Regions from separate parts of the Mus musculus genome. Here all the other regions are linked to region 3. The links are chromatin contacts, called in public HiChIP or PLAC-seq maps. All regions are on one chromosome and are shown on one strand. Each heading gives the region's core, a stretch centred on a gene start, on an enhancer-like site or on the middle of the called end of the contact. The rest is flanking DNA. Distances are from core to core; before and after follow the strand shown.

Region 1 (4,307 bases), core at 177-2,676, 880 kb after region 3:
TGCTTGAAGGGAAAGTCTGGAGTGTCCCAAGGGCCCTGTCCTACTGTTGCTGTGTCCTGAAGGATGTAAGGTGTTCAGGGCCTGCCTTCTTTCCCTTGTGGAGTGGTAGGGGAGCAGAGGGATAGCTCGCTGGGTGTAGGCAAAGCCTGATGACCTGAGCGTCACCCCATGGTGGAAGAGGGACCTCGGGAAGGTCTCTAGAGCGGGGCGTGTTTTACTTTGGAAGGAGCCGACTTTCAGTTGCTTTGTTTCAGTCTCGAGCCTCCCTTGGATCTTGGTGTTCTCTAGTGTCTGAGATGGGGTTTCAGGTCTGTCTGCATATGCGGGGTCCATCCCTCACATCCCCACAATTCTCAACCTGGACCTGTGAAGGGCCAGGAGGTGGCCCAGGACTTTGTCACTGTCTTGGGAAGGAAGTGGGCTGTCAGCTGGCCGAGTCCAGGTTTCTCAGGAAGTGACTGTGACCTATACAAAGAAAGCATCCCTTACACTTGGCCAGTCTATCGACGTGCATGTCTACATTTTCAAAAATGGTATCTATGACGGGGAGAGGGAGATGCACGTGTGTGCTACAGCGGGAGTGTGGGTCAGAGGTCAAGTTTGTTAGGAACCGGTGTGTTCTTCCGTTTTACCATTATCTGGGGGCCAGAGTGGAGCTGCAGGTTACCAGGGTTGCATCGCAACTGCTGTGCTCAGTGAACCATCTTCCTGGCCTCGTTTCTTTCTATCTTTTTTTTTTTTTTTTTTAAAGAAATGTGCAAACTGCTGACCTGGGCATCTTGGAAAGCCCTAGACCAGGAACTCTGCAAGTGTGCATGTCACTGAGAGGCCCAGGACAGCGTCCGTGGCACTGAGATGCAGAAGGCCTTTGGTCCCGTCTCTCTTCTGCATCCGCATCTATACTTGAGCGAGTCAAAGGTCTAGCCTGGGGCAGAGGGCAGTCTGGGACATGCTCTTGGTTCATCCTTCCTTGCGACCTGGTGAACACTGGGGCCATCCTGTGACCCTGGGTCTTCTCTGTACCTGGTTACTTCTGCTCGTAGCCGATTCAGACATGCCTGCTTTTAGCTCCGGGGATGGACGGAACCGTGGTAGGCACGTGCTGGGCTGAGCTGAGCTGCGTCCCAGCCTGCAGTCTTGCTTCTCCTGGGTAAGACCCCACATCTTCAGCTCTTTACCCAGGCCTGATTTCATATTCTGTTAAATCACCCGGCTTTGTTCTGATGGCTTCCTGCTTGCCACAGGCACAATCACAAGGAAGCAGAACTCCCAGAGCAAGCGCGCATGTGTTCTAAAATAAGAGCAGATTCACTCCAAACACAGGAAAAGTCCCGAGTCTTTAATTAAGGGGCTAAATCCAACCCCACAAATGTTTCTTTCTGTGAGAGCTGATTGCTCCGGCTTGTGCGTCACCGCGTGAGTGTGGAGAGGCGTGTAGGTTTTCAATGAACGAGTGCAGACCCCCAAGCAGGTGGTGCTAGAGCTTAAAACACCACAGAAGAGACCCTCGTCCACCAAGCACAGACCTCAGCACGTCCGAGGATGATGGGTGGCCGAGGCACAGGAGGCAAGTGGCCCTCAGCCTTCGGGCTGCTGCTGCTCTGGGGGGTCGCAGCCTCCGCCCTTCCCCTGGAGAGTGGCCCTACTGGCCAGGACAGTGTGGTGAGTGCACCTGCTCAGTTTGTCTCTGTAATTCTGACCACTCAGTCCTGCATGATGTGTTCTGTGTTGTGGTGTGTGTGTGTCCCTAGGATTTTACAACGCCCCATTCAGACCCCTGGTCCCTGTTTGCCCTCAGTTCTCCTAGCCTGGGTCTGTCAGGGACTCCTCTCTGCTGGTGTCTGCTTTGGAGACAGGGATTGCTTCCAGCTGTCACAGCGCTCCACCGTCTTCTCTGCCGTGAGACCAGTCACACGGACTTCCAGAGCCTTAATTTATATACACAGCTATACTCTCACTCGCTCAAATAATTCCTGCCCTCTTGTTCTCCATGGTGTAAATTTTATAATTTCATCAAATGATTTACTTTCTCTTTTTTCCATTTTTGAAAAAGTTCCAAGAAAGAGTCCATAAAGTTGACCATTAAAAGTGGATTTTTCTTTGAGATCACCAGATGAGTTTCAGATGGGTCGTTTATCATCAGAGTACTCCTAGAAACTTCCTGAGGAGTTTGAAAGAAGGCCCAGACTTAGCGACTCAGTCTGTTCTGATTTCTGAACATCCAGGAGGATGTGTGGAGGTGGGAGAGCCTGTGGACCCAGGGCCTCTCAGCTGGCAGCCATTTTGACAGCTTTCCTAGTCTCAGAGCTGAGGACCTCAGCACAGATTATAAGGTAGAAGTTAAAGCACTTTATTTGTTTTCAAGATAAGGCCTCACTGTGTGTAGCCCAGGCTAGCCCAAGCTCACAGTACTCTATCTGCTGTTGCCTCCTGACTGCCGAGTCCAAAGGTCTCTGCTACCATGCTTGAAAAAAATCAGCATTTTTATTTATTTATTTATTTATTATTATTGGACTGGTCTGTTTTTCTCCACTGAGCAGTTTCTCTAGAGTCCGTCTCACTCTGACTTTGAGGGAGTGTGGTTTGTTAAGGAACAGTTTGCTCTCTGTGGGGGGTGGGGGTGGGGGGGCATATCCGAAGGCTGAGTGAGTCCCAGTGAGTGAGTGGTGAGTGGTTGCTTTTCTCTCCTTTGTTATCTGCTTCTCTAAAACACAGCAGGAAGCCACCGAGGGGAGGAGCGGCCTTCTGACTTTCCTTGCCTGGTGGCACGAGTGGGCTTCCCAAGCCAGCTCCAGCACCCCCGTCGGAGGGGGTACCCCCGGGCTGTCCAAGAGCCAGGAAAGGCCACCCCCCCAACAGCCCCCACACCTGGATAAAAAGCCCTGCAAGAACTTCTTCTGGAAAACCTTCTCCTCGTGCAAGTAACCCCACCCTGGGCATAGCACCCTGGCCACCCTGTGAGATGCCAACGAGACCTGAATAAAGACTGTCAATCAGCGGGGAGCTTTCTTCTTATGTCAGCTTTGCCTCCCCTGCCCTGTGAGAATCATTGGTTTCAGTAATGCTCGCTACCGACAACAGGTCAACTAAGGGATTGGAGATTCAGTGACCCCCTCCAAATAAAATGGTGGTGGCTCTTGCTCCAATCAGCAGAACCATTGGGCTTCCGTCCCCTTCCTGGTGCTGGGAGGTGAGGGTTATGTCTTCTCTTGGTCGACATGCACGTGCGCGCATTTGTGTGTGTGTGTTTGAGTGTGTGTTTGAGAAAAGGTCTGTCTAAGCTCAGGCTGGCCTTGAACTCCTATGTAGTTATGAGTGACCTTAAAATGATTTTCCTGCCTCTACCTCAAGTGTGGGGAATATGTCCAGTTCAAGGCTGTATATTTAAGAGTTCAAAACAGAGTTTATTCTTAGCTTTTGGAGGTAGGGTCTTACATGTAGCCCAGTTGGTCCTGAACTCCCAGCCTGTCTTGGTCTCTTGAGTGCTGGATACAGCCATGTACCACCACATCCAGCCCACTTCAGTCCAGCATGAAAAGTCTCTTCTGGCCCGAGGGTGGCAGAGCGCGTGCCCTGGGTCTGGATTTGATCCTCGGCAGGCACTGTGAACTTCACAAGCAAGCTAGCAACACTGTGTGGTGATTATTCCTCATATTTTAGCTAAAACTAATTTTAAAACTAATGTTATGCTATTAAGCTGACACCATGCTGACATGCTTATAAAAGTTATAGACAAATTCGTTACACAGCTGTTTTAATTAGTAATATGAATTTGTTAGTTCTTCCCATTGATTTTACTTGGTGAGGAAAGAGGTCTCCTGACAGAAGTTTCCCACCGGGCAGTGTGGCTCCCTTGCACCCTGTCCTCCATTCCACTTGCTTTAGAGACAGGGAGTCATTGTTTAGCGTTGTCTGGCCTGCATCTTTGTGTGCAGACTAGTCTAGCCTCTGATTCAAATTGATCCATCTATCTCTTCCTCTCTGTGCCAGGTGGGCCTCGGGATGTGTGCCACAGTGTCTGGCTTACCTTGACTTCTGAGACAGGGATCCCCCCAAAGCTAGCATCCAGACTTTGTCCAGTGAAATACTTTACACACACTTGTCACGTTAGTCTTCCCATTTCACCTCCAGTGAGTAGCGGTTAGATGAGAGATAGTTCTGTTTTCTACGATATAAAGCGACCAACTGCTGAACCCACAGCTAAGCAGAATTTTGGTCTTTTCCAAGGAAGATGGGGGGCAGATTGCTGTTGCCAAAATTAGCTTCAGTTCTCTCCCCTAGCCGTGAAATACTTTCTGGTTTATACA
Region 2 (4,221 bases), core at 1,289-3,788, 520 kb after region 3:
ACCTATTCAACTCCAGAGAATGATAGTACAGTGCTACTACGATTCTTATGGAGACTAAACAAAATAAAGTGCCTGGCATCTAGTTATAGCTAAACAGTTTCTATTAGCATCAGACTCTTCAGTGGTAGGAAGCACCTTGTGTACCCTGCAAACAACAACAACACATCTGTCATCTGAGTAAAAGGTTATTTTTATTCTCCAGGCAAGCCGCTTATTAAATATTTACTACAAGTAACAGCAGCTCCGCTCAGAGAACTACCATTTATGGAGTGCTCAATTGGGCCAAGCACTGTTTTGCCTCCTTCGTTTTAACATTTGTAACATCCTTACAAGGCTATTAACAGCTACGATTATTAGTATGCTTGTTTTCTTCTGCTTTATTGAAACAGTGACTCATGTAGCAGGCTGGCCTGGAGCTCTCCACGAAGTGAAGCACGCGCTCCTACCCGCATGCATCTGCCTCACTGCTGGGATTACAGGAGAGCAGCACCTCCCTTCCCGTCCCTCTTCTTCTTCTTCTTCTTCTTCGATGCTGGGCATTGGGCTCAGAGCCTCTAGCTGTTAGGCACCCACTCATCCACAGAGCCTTACCCCCGTCCCCAGCCTAATCATAGTATTTTTAGCAATTAGTTCATACTAGGCAAAGCTGTTTAAAATACTAAAGACAAAGGAAACATTATTTCCAGGAGCTTAAGTATTTTAAGTCTTCCATAGCTGAGGCTTTATGACTACAGAGCTTGACAAGTTTGCTTCTACAAACCAAGTGCTGTAAAATACTACAGAAGAGACCAAAGTCACACGCGGGCTTCAGGCTTGCATCCACGGAGCCTGACCTCTCTTCGTACAAACAAGTGTTTACGGAGTGAGAACATATAGTTATAACTTACCTGCATTCCTCCAGGTCTTGTAACTGCTGCATCAGTCTATCCAACTGCTCTTCTAAATTCTGCTTTAGTTTGCTTGTCTCTGTCTTTCCTCTGGAAGCCATTTTAATCACTGTAAGAACAATAAGCCCACATGAGTACACTGTATTTGGTTACTTGGGAAGATTCAACATATTGGTGCAATTCAAAATTAAGAAAATCTAAAATGCTGGGTGGCAGATTTCTGAGTTCGAGGCCAGCCTGGTCTACAGAGTGAGTTCCAGGACAGCCAGAACTACGCAGAGAAACCCTGTCTAGAACCACGCCCCCCAAAAAAAGAAAAAGAAAAAAGTAAATTATGAAAATGTAAAATGAAAAGAACATATTTTTTCTAAGATTACAGGTATGTGCTAACATGCCCAGACTTGTTTTTCTTCCCCCAGAACAGGGGATTGAATCCAGGCGCTCATTCCTGCTAAGCAAGGACTCTACCATTAAGATAAATCCCCTGCACAGTAAGTTATTACTGTTTAACACAAAAATTTATCTCTTCTTGGGGGAAATGGAGGAACCAGAATGCTACATATACGCTACGCCAGACTGCACTCCCAAGCTGCAATACAGTCTCAAAAGGCAAAGTTATTCTGAATAAATTTAAGGAAAAATAAAGGCTTGTACAACAAACAAACAAAAAAAAAAAAAACAAAAACAAAAAAAAAAAAACAAAGCAACAACAAAAAAACTTTAACCACACTACAGATTTAGACCAGAAAGATTTGACTCACTGGCACCACCTAGTATTGAATAAAAGTGATGCGTTTCCTTTGAGACTGCCGAAATGGCCAACACTGTCATCTGGAGTGGAATATATTCATTCACGCTCACCGGGGTTCCAGTATCCTGTCCCGTGCACGGTGCTCAAAACTCGCCAACTGTCGGAGCTCTGAGTGTCATCAATTTGAGGAAAGCGAAGTTGTCATAAAGTTTACCGGAGGCTCAAACTTCAAACCTCCTGGGGTGGAGCTGGCTAGAACAAGGTAAAACTGTTAAGAGTTTTATTTGCTGTGTCTGAACTTGGCCTACAGCTGTCCAGATCACTTCCCGCTAAGCAGACTGTAACTGAAATACGTTCTCCATTCCTAGGAAGACGCGGGAGAGGCCACTGAATCCCTGGGCTGTGCCTCCCGTAGCTTTTGCCGAGTCTCCTCTGGGTGAGGCCACAGCACTCGGGACTCGGCTTGAGGAAAACTGTCCAACTCAGACGCACGAGAAGGCAAGGGCAGAAAGCACACCTTCTCAGGGACGGAGGTGAGCAAAGCCCGGGCCCGGGACCACCGGAGCAAAAATAAGGCAGAGCCGGACCGCACGCTCGGATGCCGGCCTCCTCCCCGCGGACAGACGAACTCCAAGCTCCCGCCGAGGTGTGCAGGTCCCGCCAAGGCCGGGCTCCAGCAGGCCCGGTGGTCACCTGAGGAGGCGGGGAGTCCTACGCCTGCGAAACGCTTCTCCGTCCTCCCTGATCGGAAAACAGGACAACCTCCTTCGCCCTCCCGATCCCCGCCTGCCGCCCGCTAGCGGATCCCAGGGTTTGGAACCAGGGGCCCCGCCTACCTGACTCCCCGGCCTGGCGGACCGCATGGAGCGAGCACTTCCGCTGGATTCGCGCACTTCCGGCTGTGTGGGGCCAATGAGAGCAAGGCGGCGGTGTTCCCTGCGCTGGCGTCCGGGCCGAGGTTGTCTCCTGGAGGACTAGGGCCGTTTGGCCTTCAAGGCCTGGTAAGCAACCCACCGAGGTCCTAGGAGACGAGCCTGTGCGAGCGTTAGCCCGGTGACCCGTACTTTGCCAAGCAAGGGACAATGCACAATGGCTGGGCCTTTAGAGACTTTTGTAACGGTCCCTGGGGCCAGCTCTTCATAGTCAACTCTTGCCCTTTAGTTCTTGGAACCAAAAAGTTGGTAACTTTCCTGTGACCTTGGTGCAGGTCAGTTCCCCCACTTGGGGTGGCCTGGATTCTTCCTCTCTAGAGATTTCTTGAGAGCAGACGCCCATGAACTTAGAGGGATGTGGGTGAGAGGCAATGGGGGAAAGCCAGTGCTGAGAAGGACATTCCCTTTTAGTCGTTTCCAAATCTGGGAAAGAGCAAGCCCACACAGCCTTTGAGAACCAGTTAAATTGCTGCTGAGTGGACTGTAAACTGTTACCAGGGAGCTGAGTGGAGAAAGGGCTATGCCAGCCCTTTGGGACCCAGATCCTGAGTCCCAAATGTCGGATATTGAGCTACACTGTTGGATTCTGGGTTTGCTTAATTGTGATTATTCCTATTCTCTGGTTCTGCCCTTTTGGGATTAGAAAGTATGAAACTTATTTTGATTTTACAGGAGCTCATGATTAAAAGACTTGGACTTTTAAAGAGACTCGGAACTTTAAAAGTTTTGAAATTTTGAAAGACTGAGAATTTTGAAAGTTGGTCTATGCTTTTGTTTTATAATGTTAACAGGGACTTTGGAGACAAGAAATCGAAAGGTTATAGCTTACAGTGATGCCTTTGTGAAGTTGAAGGGGGGGGGGTGTTAGAAGTTCATAGTTAAGCCGGGCGTGGTGGCGCAGGCCTTTGATCCCAGCACTCGGGAGGCAGAGGCAGGTGGATTTCTGAGTTCGAGGCCACCCTGATGTACTGGGCTGTATAAGAAAGCCAGCTTCCTAGGTGCTGGGCATTGGCACTAAAGAGGCAGAGATGGAATGATATCTCTGAGTTCAGGGCCAGTCTGGTCTACAGACTGAGTTTAAGCCAGGAGGCAGCAGCATTCATTCCTCAGTAGTGTCTGCTTCAGGTTCCTCCTAGAGCCCGTGCCCCAATTCTTTCAGTGATGGACTGACCTGGAAGTATAAGGCAAAAGAACCCTTCCTCCCCAAGTTGCTTTTGGTCAGAGTGTTTTGTCACAGCAGCAGAGTGAGGCTCAGACACTGGCTATATGTTCTACAAAATAATTGGCTGTAGTAATATGAAAGATTGTTGTAACCCATAAAGAGATTCTCTTTATCCAAAAGTTCCCACAACGTAAAGAATGTATAGATTGATCTTGGTGAGATCTTAGGTCTGCACGACTGTTTTCCTGTGAAGCTTCACTTTGCTGAGATGAGCGATTTCTTTTGACAATGTCCACTTCTGCCGGTGTCATCGGCTCAGATTCTAATGTCCCTATTTTATAAGATCCGAGGTTTATAGGAAGTCATTGTAGCAATCTTGAGAGTATTGTGTAGACACTCACTCCTCCTTCGTATGAAGGTGTTTTTAATGGCGATCCTGTGGTATCAGTTGACCAATCGTTTCCCGCTTCTTCAGCACTCATTAAGCAA
Region 3 (4,120 bases), core at 1,390-3,889:
ACATATGTATATATGTGATCATGTGTACAGTGCCCACAAGAGTGAAATGAGGGTGCTGGATCCCCTGGCACTGGAGTTACAGATTGTTGTAGGTGCTGGGAACTGAACCTGGGTCCTCTGCAAGAACAGCACATGTTCTTAACCACTGAGCCATCTCCCCAGCCTTTAGCCACACGTTTCATAGAGCCATTAGAGATGAGCTCTACGACCAACTGCTTCCATTCACGTTCCGTCACCTCTGAGTTGTCTGACCTTCAGCAAGGTAGTCTACCTTTTTGTTCACTGCTGGGCAAACGGTTGATAGTGCATATCTCACCGAAGTGGCAAGAATAGAGGGTCTGTTGCTTGTCATACTCTAAGCCTCGCATTTGGCATATGGTGTGCATGCTATAAATAGCTCACAATACTAATAGCATTGTCATAAGCAAGAAGCAGCTGTTGGTGGGTTGCGGGAGGGTCACCGTGCTCCAAGTGACCGCTACAGCCTATTGTTTCCATGGCACCATTCAGCCCTGGGTACCTTGTACCCGAGGTTATGGTGATCCTTTGTAAACGGGATTCATTTCGTCATTAGCAAGTATCGCTGGGAGCTTGCTGAGTGCTTGGCCATGGGAGTGCCTCCCATGGTGTGGGAGCTACTGCAGGGAGGTGACTGTACCTTTCCCTGTCCAGGTGGATCTTGACTTCTTGGGAGGAGTGCATGGCAGGCAGTAAGCGAGCTAAATGTAGTTATCACACAGGGTCTCAGGAAGTGTATACACATAGGGTCGGGGTTGTAGCTTGCTTGGTGAAGTGCCTGCCTAACATGTGTAACACATCCAGCACCGCATGAAACTGAACATGTGACATGTGCCTGTCATCCTAGTGCTCAGGAGATAGAGGGGGGAAGAGCAGAAGTTTATGAGTCTGGAGAGATGGCTCGGCAGTTAAGAGTACTACTGGCTGCTCTTGCAGAGGACCTGAGTTCAGTTCCCAGCACCCCACATGGCAACTCCCAAGTGTCTGTAACGTCCATTCCAGGGAGTCTAAAGCCCTCATCTGGCCTCTGCAGGCACCAGGCATGCATGTGGTACACAGTCATACAAAACTCCCACATACAGACAATAGGTTCAAGGACATTGAAGGTCAACCTCAGCTACATGGCAAGTTTGAGGACAGCCTAGGCTACATGAGACCAGGAAGGAAGAAAGGAAGAAAGGAAGGGAGGGAGGGAGGGAGGAAGGAAGGAAGGAAGGAAGGAAGGAAGGAAGGAAGGAAGGAAGGAAGGAAGGAAAGAAAGGACTACTGAGGGAAATAGAATAGGGAGGAGGCATGAGGTGGAAGTGGAAGTTCTAGTATTTTGTGGAGTGGTCTGAGAAAGCCAGACTGAGCAAGCGGTCTTGCTGAAGCTGGTGAGCTAAGGTGCCATGTGAGTACCTGTGGGGGAACGCAGCTCAGAGAGAAGAGCCAGAACAAAGGCCCCGAGGCAGGAGGATGGCCAGAATAGTACAGGAGGTCAAAGAGATGATGGTAAGATGCTAGATTGTGTAGACTCTTTCTTACCAACAGTGAGGGTCACTCTGGCCCCTGTGCTAGGCTCAGCTCTGCAGGGGCCATAGGAAGCTATGGGGGGGGGGGGGCGTTCTGCAGTAATCCAGACAGAGGAGATGGCAGGACAGACAGAGGCAGTGAGAGACACTGTGCTCCAAACCTGTGTGAGCTTTGTTGTGTTTGTGTGCACGTGTGTGTGTGTGTGTGTGTGTGTGTGTGTGTACGTGTGTGTGTGTGTGTGTGTGTGTGTGTGTGTGTGTGCACATGTGGAGCTCAGAGGACAGGCTGTGCAGCTGGATCTCATCTTCTACCCTGCGGTTCCTGTGGCGGGAACTCAGGTCATCAGGATTGGTGGCAGACACCCGAGCTGCCCCCAAATAGGGTTTGAAGGTGGACACCTGTATCTGCCAACAGACCAGACACCGCTAAGGTTTATGATCTGAGTATGTTGTGTTTACTGGGACTGGTGGAGACAGCATTTGAAGCAAGTTGAGAGATGTGGTAGGCCATGCCAGAAATCCCAGTGCCAAGGAGGACAGGGCTGGAGCATACCAGGCCTGAGGCCAGCCTGGGCTACATAGAGATGCCTTGTCTCAAAAACAAAGAACCACAAACCTGAAGGGAAGGGGAGACAGGGAGGGGAGATGTGGGGAGGGCAAGGAGGGAGTAATTTAAATTGTGGTTAATAAACCAGTTGGATTTAGATGTGCCTAAACCCAGTCAGCATTCAACTAATGTGATCAGAGCTCTGATCTGAGTATGAGTTGATTGACCACTCTGGAGTGAGGTGGGAAAGTGCAGCCAGGAAATACCGGTTTGGCCACACGATAGCAACTGGCTGGCCAGTGCTGAGCAGCTGCTATGTGGGAGGTGGGGCCGGGGAACTTGATTTATGATCTTTGCCAATATCTGGGTTATAGATGTCCCCCTAATGAGCCATTATCAAGAGCATACATGACAGCAAAAAGTGATCCCGTGATCAGGAAACATAAGTTTTGAGTGTCTATTGACCTTTGTTCTTAATGGAATTTGGTTGGTTATTCATTTATGTAATTTCACTTTATTAATGGCTGTGTTTAACAACCAGCTGGGAAAAATACCGGAAATTTTGCAATCAAAACATTGCAAAAAGGTTCAAAGGGGCTTTGAGTGCTCCTCCGGGCTCCCAGTTATCTTTAGAGGAGGCCGGAGAAAGGGCTCTTTGGACTTAGAGGAGAGCTTCATCTGGAAGTGCTGGTCCCCAGATTGGCCATGAGGGGACCAAATGCAGACCAGGGTTGACTGACACCAGGTTGTGTTCTTTGCCTGCACTGGTAAGTTTGGCGTCGGAGCCCCGGAACTGGAGGGGACGCTTGGCTGATAAGGATGATTTTCTAAATGTTCTTTCATCTGAATTCTTGTTTCTTTTCCAATCCTTTTAAAATTAGTATTTATTTTTATTTTTTGTGCATTGGTGTTTTGCCTGCATATGTGTCTGTGTGAGGGTGTCCGATCCCCTGGAACTGGAGTTACAGACAGTTGTGAACTGCCGTGTGGATGCTCAGAATTGAACCCCGGGTCCTCTGGAAGAGCAGCCAGTGCTCTTAACCACAGAGCCATCTCTCCAGCCCCCCAATTTCTTTTTAAAAGTCCAGATTCTGGGGCTGTGATTAGAGGCACCCCTCTTCTTGCCCCATCCATGGGAAGCAGCTTTGTCAATGGTATCTGAGGGGGTAGAGTAGGGAAGGGGAGGTAGGTAGTGGCTCCTGATCTCTCTCACTCACCCTCCCACCCATGTCTGTGGGCATAGAGACTGTAACTAGCCCGCACCAGCCCTGCCTCTTGGTGCTGCTGGACTGGGCAGGGACAGCTTTGGGATGGCTGGCCATGTGCCTCTTTCCAGTGAGGGTGACAGGAAGATGGAGCTGGACTCTGCCCCTGTTCACCATGGCTGGCCAGATCAGTCTTTCCCCTTCTGGAATGTTAGCAGGGCCTCTGTCTAAAGGGCGAGTCTCTCCCAGGACGGCCTGTCAGAGTAATGCATTCTTGCCCAGAGCAAGCCCGCGTGCCCTCCTGCTTGCTGACTCCCACCGCCTGTTTTATCTCGTGTGTCCCCATGTCTGTACGCGCACCATGTGTATACTTAGTGTAGGGTCCCCTGGAACTGCCGTTAGGGATGGTTCCGAGCCACCGTGTGGCTGCTGGGACTGGGTCCTCTAAAGTGCCGAGTCATCTCTCCAGCCTCCACCCTACTCCCCACCCCTTCTGCTTTTCTTTCTTTTGACATGGGGTTGCTAAGTAGCCCAGGCTAACCTTGAACTCACAATCCTCCTGACTCCTAAAGACTGAGACTGTGGGCTTGGGTTACCATGTCCTGTTCCAGCTGTTGGTATGAATAAAATTTGTTATACAGGAAACTGTCTTCCACCCTCTTCTGTTGTTGTTGTAGCTGTTGTTTTGGTTTTCCAGACAGGATTTCTCTCTGTATCCCTGGCTGTCCTGGTCTCACTCTGGGGATCAGGGTGTAACCTTGCCTCTGTATTTAGCCCCATGACGCCACTACTGTGGTCTGTGTCCCCTCTAGCACTTCCGTGCTTATATGGATAGGTGG

Evidence for each region. HiChIP or PLAC-seq counts read pairs in DNA pulled down with a chosen protein or histone mark.
Region 1: a contact with region 3 is called in a FOXA1 HiChIP or PLAC-seq map of pancreatic cancer cells. The contact joins the promoter of Cort here to the promoter of H6pd in region 3. A contact is called at or near these places in 1 of 39 promoter capture datasets (pre-B cells), 1 of 115 datasets of contacts at active chromatin or transcription factors (pancreatic cancer cells) and 1 of 9 other capture datasets (liver).
Region 2: a contact with region 3 is called in an H3K4me3 HiChIP or PLAC-seq map of bone marrow-derived macrophages, with 4 times the contacts expected there. The contact joins the promoter of Nmnat1 here to the promoter of H6pd in region 3. A contact is called at or near these places in 3 of 115 datasets of contacts at active chromatin or transcription factors (bone marrow-derived macrophages, memory CD8 T cells and pancreatic cancer cells) and 1 of 9 other capture datasets (pancreatic islet).

The regions. Positions count from the first base shown.
Region 1 is chr4:149,123,882-149,128,188 of GRCm38.p6, reverse strand. Cort (cortistatin) reads left to right here and starts at 1,426. Exons shown (of 2, transcript NM_007745.4): 1 at 1,426-1,662; 2 at 2,716-3,155. The coding sequence starts at 1,543. The coding sequence ends at 2,925.
Region 2 is chr4:149,483,527-149,487,747 of GRCm38.p6, reverse strand. Nmnat1 (nicotinamide nucleotide adenylyltransferase 1) reads left to right here and starts at 2,538. Exons shown (of 5, transcript NM_133435.2): 1 at 2,538-2,639. It overlaps Lzic (leucine zipper and CTNNBIP1 domain containing), which reads right to left and starts at 2,482. Exons shown (of 7, transcript NM_026963.6): 1 at 1,749-2,482; 2 at 888-996. The coding sequence starts at 988.
Region 3 is chr4:150,001,755-150,005,874 of GRCm38.p6, reverse strand. It overlaps H6pd (hexose-6-phosphate dehydrogenase (glucose 1-dehydrogenase)), which reads left to right and starts at 2,639. Exons shown (of 5, transcript NM_001291004.1): 1 at 2,639-2,843.